Linked DNA regions of Sus scrofa: region 2 is linked to region 1. Evidence: chromatin contacts called from public promoter capture Hi-C data. All regions are on one chromosome and are shown on one strand. Each heading gives the region's core, a stretch centred on a gene start, on an enhancer-like site or on the middle of the called end of the contact. The rest is flanking DNA. Distances are from core to core; before and after follow the strand shown.

The links. Promoter capture Hi-C pulls out the DNA fragments that hold promoters and counts their contacts.
Region 2: a promoter capture Hi-C map of liver shows a contact between it and region 1, with 2.1 times the contacts expected there. The contact joins two enhancer-like sites. A contact is called at or near these places in 1 of 5 promoter capture datasets (liver) and 1 of 47 Hi-C or Micro-C datasets (liver).

The regions. Positions count from the first base shown.
Region 1 is chr4:122,886,972-122,892,439 of Sscrofa11.1, reverse strand. All of the region lies in intron 4 of ABCD3 (ATP binding cassette subfamily D member 3), which reads left to right. Among named protein-coding and RNA genes, the nearest start is that of ABCD3, 40 kb to the left of the region's middle. Within about 2 kb of position 3,824, at least 7 of the 83 cell types and tissues checked have an H3K27ac peak or open chromatin away from gene starts, as enhancers often do. A contact at or near this core is called in liver, where this site is marked.
Region 2 is chr4:123,070,667-123,076,189 of Sscrofa11.1, reverse strand. It overlaps LOC102161380 (a long non-coding RNA gene), which reads left to right. Exons shown (of 4, transcript XR_303244.3): 2 at 1,287-1,356. Among named protein-coding and RNA genes, the nearest start is that of ARHGAP29, 8.7 kb to the left of the region's middle. Within about 2 kb of position 1,714, at least 43 of the 83 cell types and tissues checked have an H3K27ac peak or open chromatin away from gene starts, as enhancers often do. A contact at or near this core is called in liver, where this site is marked.

The DNA.
Region 1 (5,468 bases), core at 2,575-5,074:
TTCTTTCTTTGTTCCTTTACTTAGTGGATACTTATCGACTGTCTCCCTTGTGCCACAGAAAGTGATGGGGGTGTACCCGCGAGTGGGTGGGAGAGACACTGTACCAAGCCCTGCAGAGCCAGTGGCTTAGCAAGGGCGACAAGTACACAGAAAATTAATGTACAGTATGATTAATGCTGCGGTGGGAACTTAGAAAAATCACCGAGTTGGGTATCTGAAATTAATGAGATAATTTGAGGACAATATGAAAGCATTTCAGGGAGTCACATTGAGAATGTTTATTAACAGAAAAAAAAATTCTTAGACATTTTCTTCTGTTTCCAATGTCAGTGTTTTATATATTTTTGCATTGTAGTCTTTGTACATATTATAGTGTTAATCACTGCAATTGATGATTTTAGTTTAAAAACAAAAATAACAGTAACAGTTGGAATTTTAACATTTATCTGTTAATAAAGGATTTATTCTTCATACCAATTTGAATGTCAGTAAATGTTTTTTTCTTGGAATTTTGTTTCCTTGGGATGCAGCATTTATCAGAAAATTTAAAAAAAATACTTAATCTAATTTTTCAAATGACAATACTGAAATTTTTTAAATGCTCCCAAATTTTGAAAGTTTTTTTCTGATATCCTTGATTTGCAGCTTAGAGCACCTGTAGGAGAGGCAGGCTGCTTTACGCGCATGTTTCCTGCCTCTCCTCTGGGAGAAGGAAGGTTATCTGCAGAGGATTAAAACCCCAGCCACATGCCTCCCACTGAGTATGTGTGTAAATTGTATAGACTCTTATATTCAACTCAGGTCTCCCTGGCGCCTGTGGTCCGTCCCATTCTGTTTTATTTTAATCATGGTATATGAAGAGCTTAAGAAGTAAAACATGAACACAGTTCAATGTCAAACAGCCTTGCAGGACTTAATCACAAAAACAGTAGCTTGTGCCCCGTTCCCCATCCCCCCACCCATAACTGTCTTTCCTGGAGCCAGTTTTCTGCTCTTTTTAGTTTTGTGTCATATTTTTAATCTCTGCATTTCATCGTAACATACTGATGTTATTGTCTCTAGGTTTTTGTCTTAGGAGAGCACGCACTATTTATTTTTCTTTTGCAACATGAAAATTAGCTCTTTTACACTCCTACCCATGCCTGTGCTCATTCTTTCAATGTTATATAGCAGTTTTTTATTAAATCAGGATTTATTGTTTATATGATTTTGACTGTTGTTTACAGCTGAGCCACACGCTCTTCTTTGGTAGTTTCTTTTTTTTTTTTTTTTTTGGTCTTTCTGCCTTTTCTAGGGCCTTACCCTCGGCATATGGAGGTTCCCAGACTAGGGGTCTAATTGGAGCTATAGCCTATGCCACAGCCACAGCAACTTGGGATCCAAGCCACGCTGCGACCTACAACACAGCTCACGGCAACGCCAGATCCTTAACCCACTGAGCAAGGCCAGGGATCCAACCCACAACCTCTTGGTACCTAGTCGGATTCGTTAACTACTGAGCCATGACGGGAACTCCGGTAGTTTCTTTTATATACATCTTTTTGTTTTTCCCAGCATTATAAATTACAAGTTTTTGTGTGCTTTAATTTTTTGCCTGCCTCCTACTAATTCAGCTCAGGCTTATTGACAACACTATGAAATCTCCGTATTATAATATGTCAAACATGCAGGTAACTTATTTCTATCTTTATTACCACCCCGCCCCATACCACTTGTTGGTTTTTTGTCTTCCTGCTCTCATTAGGATTGATTGCACTTTAGCTCCACTAAATAGCAGTCATGTTTGAATTTACTTTTATCATCATCTTGGGATTTTTTTCCATCTTTCTCTCCTGCGTTACGTAACTCCTGCTTTTTGGATCTTTTGTTTTCTTCTTCCTCAGTTTACTTTTCTGTTTGGCAGGTGCAGTCTTTTTCTGAGAAAAGGGTACAAAGGAAGTAAAAATTTGAGAACTTGTACATCTGATAAAGTCCTGTACTCACTTGATTGGTAATTTAGCTGTATTTATGCACATTCCGAGTTGAACATCACTTTCTGTTAGAACTTGGGAAGCATCATCCTTGTCTTCTAAAGAGCTCAGGGGTTCTCAGCCTTGGCTGGAGGATCACTGGAACCATGTGGGGAATTTTGAGAATGCTTGGGCCCGCCCCCGAGAGAGTCTGGTTGAAGCCCCTCCCCTTGGCGATTCTAATGCTCGGCCAAGGTTAAAAACCATTGGTCTGGAGTTCCCGTCCTGGCTCAGTGGTTAATGAATCTGACTAGGAAGTACGAGGTTGCGGGTTCGATCCCTGGCCTCGATCAGTGGGATTGAGGATCCGGTGTTGCCAGGAGCTGTAGTCTAGGCCAGCAGCTACAGCTCTGATTAGACCCCTACCCTGGGAACCTCCAGGTGTTGCGGGTGAGGCCCTAGAAAAGGCAAAAATCAAACAACCCAGAAAAACCCCACTGTTCTGGCTTCTGCCTTGGGTGCTGAGGTACATTCCTGTGCTAATTGCCCTGCCTTAGCCACCATCTGTTTTTACCCACTCTGGAAGCTTTTGTTATTTCTCTATTATGTATTGATGGTGTTTAGGAATTTCATTGAATGTTGGTGTGAATTTTTTTTTTTTTTCATTTGTGGTGGTTGTACTAGGAACCAAGTTGGTTCTTTTCAATCTAGAAACTCTTCATTCTGAGAAAATTTTTTTGTGTTTTTCAAAAAGTTCTTCCTCTCTCTTTGTTTTTCCCTGCGCTTTTTCTGGAATCCTTACAGAGTGTTGGACTCTCTGGACTGATCGTCTGATTATCTTATGATTTCTCTGCCATTTTTGTCTCTGACATTTTATTCTATATTCTAGGAAAGTTCTTTTAACTTTATTATCCACGTTTTTGTTTGTTTTAATTTTATTTCCAAGAGCTGTCTTTTTTTTTTTGCATGAATGTGCATTTTTGTAGCAATCACTCTTTCAAGTCTGTGACTTTCACTGTCCTTTGTTGTTCTGATCTTCGTCACTCATGTTAGAACTTCCCTTAAGCAGTCGCTTGTGGCTATGTGTTGATATTTAACTTATCAGGAGACAGGTTGTGGGATTGTGGATTGTCTGGTTTCCCTGAAGGGTGTTGTCTGTTTGTCGGGGGAGTGTGGTCAGTTGTGTGTGTGTGTGTCCTCTGACAAATTCTGAGTTAAGCCTAAGTGTAATTAAAGTGTTTGCTCATTGCTCTTAGCACATCAGCTTTAGGAGGATCAGTTTTATGGCCAAGTTCTGGTTCTCTGAGCTTTGTGCATCAAGTCATTTGCATCATTTGTATAATTAGCATAGAGAAGCCGTTTATGTCCTTTGACATGGTTATAGAAGTTTGTTTTTTCCTTTGATGACTTATTATTTAAATGTCATATCTATTAATAGATATATGGGCTCCATACCTATAGCATTATTAATTATCTGTGACAAAAATAACAGGTTACATCTATTATGTAACATTATGTAACATTATATTAGATAACTGTATAGAATTAGTCACATAATACATACAAAGAACCCTGCACAGTCATGCTATAGGATAGAAGATTATTTTTTTTAAAGTTTCCACCTTTTATTCAGATTTTGCGATTTCATATTTTTGTAACCTAAAAGATTAGTTTTCTAAACTGGGATTTCCAATTTTAATTAAATAAAATGCTTATTTTAATTTTCTCAGACTGAATGCCCTGGAGAAAATGCATTACTTAGAGTAGGTGGTGTATTAATTTGATTAGTGATGATAGATAAGAGGAAAGTTACTACATAGCATTGAAACCAAAACACCTCTGACTCAACCCAGACTGGGCCTTGAGCCCACAGGTATTTAATTAGAATCACTCACTCAGTGTCTGGCCTTACTGAGGCTCAGGTTTTTGTGTCTCAGTGAGAGACAAAATGATGGGCAAGAAACAGATTAAGAGGACGCTTGTGAGAGATAGCAGTGGGCAGGCAAAGAAGCCCTGCCCTGAGCGGTTGGGTGGGCTGCATTTTTATAATCTAAGGAGAGTGGGGAGGGTGAAAAGCCCGCCTTCTTCCTTGTCCGTCAAGTAGAGGGCGGGCTTGCATCATTAGCTCCTCCTCCCTGTGGGCTCCGACTAGGCCCGGTGCTTATTCAGATCAGCAGAAGGTGGTCACAGGTGCTGAAGTATGTTGGATCATCTCGGGTTTCCTCCTTTGGCGTGTGTGTCCTCCATCCCTTAACTTCCTGTCCTCGGTCCTAAAGATCGTTATCTTGCCAAACTTGAATGCAGGCCACATTTACCTTTCACCTAGTGGCCTGAGGCATATCTCGTGCTTTTACCGTTAAGCAAGACCTCCCTCGTTCCATGACATTCTGATGGCTTTCTTGAGCGATTATTAACTTACAGTGGTCTCCCAAAGTTCCCTAGGTCTCCCTCTCTGTCTGTGGTCCCTCCCGGGACCTGTACACCTGCTGTGTAACTCTCCTACTCCAGCCCTATCAGCATGAGCCAACTTAGAATTCTATTAGAGTAATCAACTTGTTGGGTACTTGGTTTTTAAATTTAGTTATGAAAAAAATTGTTAAAATGTAGAAAAAAAATAAAAAACAAAAAACTGAAGCGTTTTTAAAAAACACACTATTTTGATATAATTTAAACTTGCAGAAAAGTTGTTAAGAGTAATACAAGGAACTTCCTAACACTCTTAACCCAAGTGCACTGATTATGAAAACAGGCATTTTAAAGTTAACTGTTAACTTTCTCCTAAATAAATATTTTAAAACATTAAAAGCTTCTGCTCTGAATGAGATCTTTGATATCTGGTCAAATTAAAAGTTTTAAAAAACTGTGAATTCATAATACAGAACAGTTTTATTTGAGAAATTAACACATTTTTCTAACATGCTGCTAAGGTACATTGTAGATTTATTTCTCTGTCTTTTCCATTTTGCCTCTTCCAAAGTATGTTTAGATTCATATACTTCTGCTAAAAGGGAGTCTCTTAATATGCTTCATTTTAGTATCCTTCACGTCCATCAGGCTTACTTGTTGGTACTGACTTAGGGCTTTGGAGGGGGCGGACTGTTCAAGGTGGAGGCTGGCAAGTCTGTGAGGTGGAGAGCAGTCATTCATTCTTGCTGCTGCTGTTAGGGGGACGTTTTCCTCTCCCCTTCTAGGTTCTTCCGGCTGGTCTAAGAATTCAGTTGACATGAGACAGATTAACATGAGAAAATCAAACAAAATTTTAATAACATGTATACATGGGAGAGACCAGGAGAGCTTAGTAAGTCACCAAAATGGCCAAAGCCTTCACTTTAAACACCATCCTCAGCTAAAGACAAAGAGCATGTTGGGTAGAGGTTTAGGACTTCACGGGGGAGGGAGGTGATTCACATGGAGATGGAAAAGCAGATGTTTGGGAAACAAATATTGGCTGGGCCCGTGGAGACCACAGGACACAGAGTGGACTCTGATCTCTGGGTCCTGCCTGGTTACCTCACCACA
Region 2 (5,523 bases), core at 465-2,964, 190 kb before region 1:
ACTTTATTCCTCCTTTAATACTTCTTGAAATATTTTCCATCTTCTTCAGAAAGGAAGGCTATGATATTTGAAAACTTTCTCAGTGACAAATACTGAAGCATTTTCTAAGAAAAGGAAAAAATCTTATCCTAGGGAGGCAGTATCAAGTGGCTTTTTTGCTTAGAATAGTGATAAAGACAAAGGGCAAACCCTCCACAAAAATCCTCATCATATCAAAATGTGTTTCTAACCTTTCTTTGCCTTACACATGAATGTGTCTTTCTGTTTGTGGGCCATCAGAATGGAGGTACGGTGGACAATTAAAAACAAAATAGCCTTCAAAGCAGAATCATGGAAGCTGATCAGTGACATCCTTCTATGCATTAGAGATAACCAGCAATTCTGCCTAGGACCCTTCTGCCTTCTGTGCAGAATCATTCTCATCATTTAATCATTTAATCATTCTCTTAATTAACTTCAATTTCACACAAAACATTACTTCATCCAAGAAGCCTTTTTTACATTCCCTCCATTTAAAATAAATGATTCCTTTACCCTCCCTAGGACATTCAACATGTCTTAGGTAACTCAAGATATTACGCCTCAGGCACTACTTATTCAGAATGGTCAACTTCTACCCAGTAGACTGAAAGGTTCCACAAAACCTCGTCCAACATAGAGTGGGATCACACTAAATTTTCTGAGCAAATGCTGAATGAACCACCAATGGTACAGGAAAGAAAATCTCTCCAGGGTACCTTCTGGACATGAGCTTTGTTTAACATAATACTAACCACTGGAACCAACAGCAGTGGTCATAGAAATCCACATTCCTAGGTCAAGGGCTTTTACAGCTGGGAAGTGAAGGCCTGATAATTTAGGTGGATGTTCTATTTTAGGGAGGTGGGCAGAGCAGGAATAACCAGCTACTATAGATTTGCTGAACAGTGCTTTCTTCATTGCAGCCAGAGTTTTATTTCCTGCCAAATATGAGGACTGAAACATTTTCTACCCAGGCCTATCTTACCTCCCTTCAAATTCACTCTTAAAGCTTTTCTCAGAATTAAGAGGAAAAAAAAGCTAGTTGTACCGTAAAGCTACTGAAGCTTAAGCGTGCGGGTTCCCTCACTCAGTTCCTACAATCAGGAAGCGTTTCGAAGTATGCATTCCTGGCAAACTGCCTAAAGAAATCTCTGAGCAAAGGGATTTAAATCTCCAAAACTCACAATTTGTTGTGATTTCTTTACTCGGTCTAAAATATTCACTTCCATATTTAATTATGAATTCTTTTTTTTTTTTTTGAACAGGAAACTGTCCCTCAAACTGGAGGAGGAGGGGGCGAAGCTAATTCCCAAAAAAAGAAGAGGAAAGAAAAAGGTAAATGTGGAACAAAAAGTTCTTTGGTAGCCTCCACCTCGGTCTTGGAACTTTCACCTCCTAAGGATAGAGGATGTCAAAGATCCAAAAAGACAAAACAAAAACAGAACCAACCAAACCAACCGGGGGGGTTGGGGGGGCGGGATGGTAAACAAACCTGACCCTCGTCTCTAAAGAGGGGAGGTGACGAAAAAGCAGTGAGACAGACCCCAGACATGTCAGCGGGCCTCAAAGACAAGGAAAGCCCCTGGCTACTTGTTCTGGCCAAAGGAAGGCCGGACCTCTCCAGCCGAGGTTGGATCGTGGGGACCTGGGACAGCCTGGGAAACAAACAGGGATATGCTACCTGCGTAGTAGCTGCAACCCCCCGCCTGCCAATTTCTATTCTGCAAAGCACAGGGCTTGCCCTGGGACCTGGCGGGAGTGTGTGTGTGTACTCTCCAAAAATTAATTAATTAATAGCCGGGCCTAGGCGAGGCGAACTGTGATAAGCTCGATAGGGAAAGCGAGATGCCTGTTATTTCACCTCGGCCCTTGGATTTGTCAGACTGAAACTTCGGAAAAAGGCACCAAACTTCCAAAGAGATCCCAAGTAAGGAAGGTGAACAGAAATACCCGGTGAAAGAAACCCCGCCGAGGGGGCGGGGGGAGGAAAGAAGCCCCTGAAGTCCCCTTGCAGGCGGGTGAGGGCGTGTGGTTAGAAAAGACACAGAGGGGCTGCGGGACGCTCGGGGGATCTGGAAAGGGAGGAAGGTCCGCCCCGCGAGCCTCTCCCGGGCGTAGGGGCGCCCAAAGGGGTCCGCGGGTCCCTGCAACGCCCGCTCCTGCACTCCCGGCTCCTCGGTTCTTGCGGCGTCCCGCGGGCGCCTTGCCGCGTTGGAGCAGGCGTCCCGGCAACATCAACCCGGACCGCCGCCGCCGGTCACCCGTGCAGCCCGCAGTCGCCTCCGCTCCGGGCCGCCGTCTGGCCGCCCGGACACTCGACGGCAACTCGCCGGTGGCCGCTGCGGGTGACCCCAGCCCCCGGCCCCGGCCGCCACGGCCGGACCGAGCGCCGCCGCCCCACACTCACCGCGGCGCTCCATCCCGCGTCCCGGGCGCCGACGCCCGCCCGACACTCACGGCCGCCGCCACCGCCGCCGCCGGCTGGAGCTCGTCGCCCCCATCCCCCACGGCCCGCGGACGCCCGGCCGAGCCGCAGCCGCCGCCGCCGCCCCTGCCGCCACCGCCACGACCGCGCCGGCCCCCGCCGCCCCGCCCCCGGCCTCGCGCCTCCCGCCGGGCCGCGGCCCGCCCCCCGCGGCCCAGCCCATTGGCCCGCGCGCGCAGGGGGCGGGGCTCGGCGGCGGCCGCAGGTGGGGGCGGCTGCGGGCTCCCGCGCTCGGGCGGAGGGCTGTCAGCTGAGCCCCAGCCCGCAGGCTGGCCGGCGCGCGGCCGGAGGTGTTTCCGCCCCGCGCGGCGTTTGGCAGCACGGGCGGAGCGAACCTCGGCGCTAAGTCACCTTTTGCACCCTCCAGTAGGAGGCAGGTCCTTGTTGTTTAAGTGGACGTTTCTCAGGTGGACACTGAATTCCTTCCAATCAGGAATTTGGTCTTCAACTTGTTTAGTCCTACCCCTTCCCGCACCTTAATTCTCCCTTTAGGGATAAAAATACATTTTCTGTGTAACTGTGAAAACTGCCACTCTTTTTTCTGTCTTCGAATGTCATTTTCAGAAAATTTAAAGTACTCAAAACAACTGTTATGGACAGATACTGGTTCGTGGGGGGATGCTCAATAAATACTAGTCGAATGCATGCTCCCCCTGACGCCGCTACTTGGTTCTTACCACTAAATGCTCCTTTACTAATAGGACTCATCAGCACTGTAGGAAAAGTGAACAACCAAAATTTAAACATTGATCTAGATTTGGATCACACATCATGATGAAAAATTGGTGTTTCATTGAGTAGTATATAGTAGTAACAATTAATGCTACCAAGATTACTCTTCCTGTCACCTTTGCTGAGACATACCAGGCACTCTGTGAATATTAGCTGAATAAGTAAGTAAAATTATGGAAAGGGAATCTGGAAAAGTTCTTCAGTTTCCTCCTCCTCTTAAATCTCTTAAAAAAATATATTAAATACCTGCCATATTCTCCACTACCCTTCATTAGTTGGAAATATATTTGAAAACATTCTCACAAAAAATGACTCATTTTTGTAATGAAATAAATACAAGTATTAATTGAGAAAGAATAAACATCAAAAATCTGTTATCTGGGACAGGTGGCTCAAGTATTTGGTAAAGAAAAGAAGGAATCCAAATCCTGTAGTAGGGTCCCAGCACTTGCCCTTCTAAGTCAACTTGATTTTTATCTATAAATATTTCTTTTTTTTCCTCCCCCTGTACAGCATGGGGATCAAGTTACACATACATGTATACATACTTTTCCCTCCCACTGTTCTGTTGGGATGTAAGTATCTAGACATGGTTCTCAATGCTACACAGCAGGATCTCATTGTAAATCCATTCCAAGAGCAACATCCGTTAACCCCAAGCTCCCGATCCCTCCCACTCCCGGGCAGCCACAAGTCTATTCTCCAAGTCCATGATTTTCTTTTCTGTGGAAATGTTCATTTGTGCTGTATATTAGATTCCAGTTATAAGTGATATCATATGGTATTTGTCTTTGTCTTTCTGACTTACTTCATTCAGTATGAGAGTCTCTAGTTCTATCCATGTCGCTGCAAATGGCATTATGTCATTCTTTTTTATGGCTGAGTAGTATTCCATTGTGTATACATACCACATCTTCCTAATCCAATCATCTGTCGAGGGACATTTGGGTATAAATGTTTCCTAAAGTGGCTCATGGTCACAGATTTGGAGGATGAAGAACTAGAGATAAACAAAAATAAGAAGCATAATTGGATGCTGGATTGATAATGAAACATACATGACAGATGGTATAGTATTGCTATTTTATAATTACAGCATTTATTAATAATACATAACTACTCTGCCTGTTGAAATGAGCATCATTCTTTTCATGATAGAATACAGCCTCTGCGCTAAAGCCTTCCTGTTCTTCTCTCTGAAAATCAGTCATCCTGTTTAACATTATAAGGTACATAGAACCCTATTCTTGTGGCACTTATGATTCTCGTGCTGTCTTTTATTTTATACAAATACCGGTGTTTATTTATATGAATTAGATTGTGGAGGTCTACAATGTTATGTTACCTAAGTCCATGTCCAGTACAGACAGGGCCCCTACTAAATATTTTCTGGAAGAATGTTGATGGAATAAACATCCAGGATGTACTTTTTATTCCTGGAGGCCCAGGAATAATAACTAGTGAAACTGAGTACAATGGGCATGAAAACCACATGCCTAGAGCAAAGATGGTCCCAGATACCCTGTGCCCAGAGATGAAGAGGCTGATAATGAAGGTGGATGTTCCGTGTGAGTGCTGGAGGTGGGCGCCCAGCCCTGAAGGGGAGTGCAGTGGACAGGTGCTCTCCTGGTCAGTCACGCTTCAAAGACGGCCTGTTCAGGAGAACACAACCTTATCCACCAGACCTACCCTATTTTTATTCCTTCCGCAAATATTTATTGAGTATCTCCATTGTGCCAGGCATCGTTCTAAGCACAGGGGTTATATCAATGAACTTTCAGTCTGCTCTCTGACTCTCTCCAACCATGGCTAAATGCCTGGGAGAGGGAGAGGGATCATGGAAGTGGGCAGGGTGGCCCAAAGGCAGCCAGGTTCCCAGCCACTGAGGCTGCCTTTGACCCTCCCTGCTGGAGCGCTTAAAAAGAACCATGGCGAGCCCGACGGGCCACAATGAGTACAAAGGCTCCAGATTCCGAGGTGGACAAAACTCACCAAGCAGGTTATTAATCTTGATTCCATGATGGTTGTAATTGAGAAACAAGGAATCAATTCAGACCACATGCTGGAAATGAATGTGAAAGACATTGCAAACATCCAAGAATTCTGTGTTTTCAAGAGGAGAGGGACCTGAGTAAGACTGGCTGGAAAAAAAATAAAGAAAAACTCAAGTGAGTCCATAGATATGATATCATGCTCATTTTCTGTCTAGATTAAGGGATTAAATTTTAAGCCCCAATTTGTTTGTGTTATTTTAAGCTCTCTGTAAGACACTTGATGACACAAAC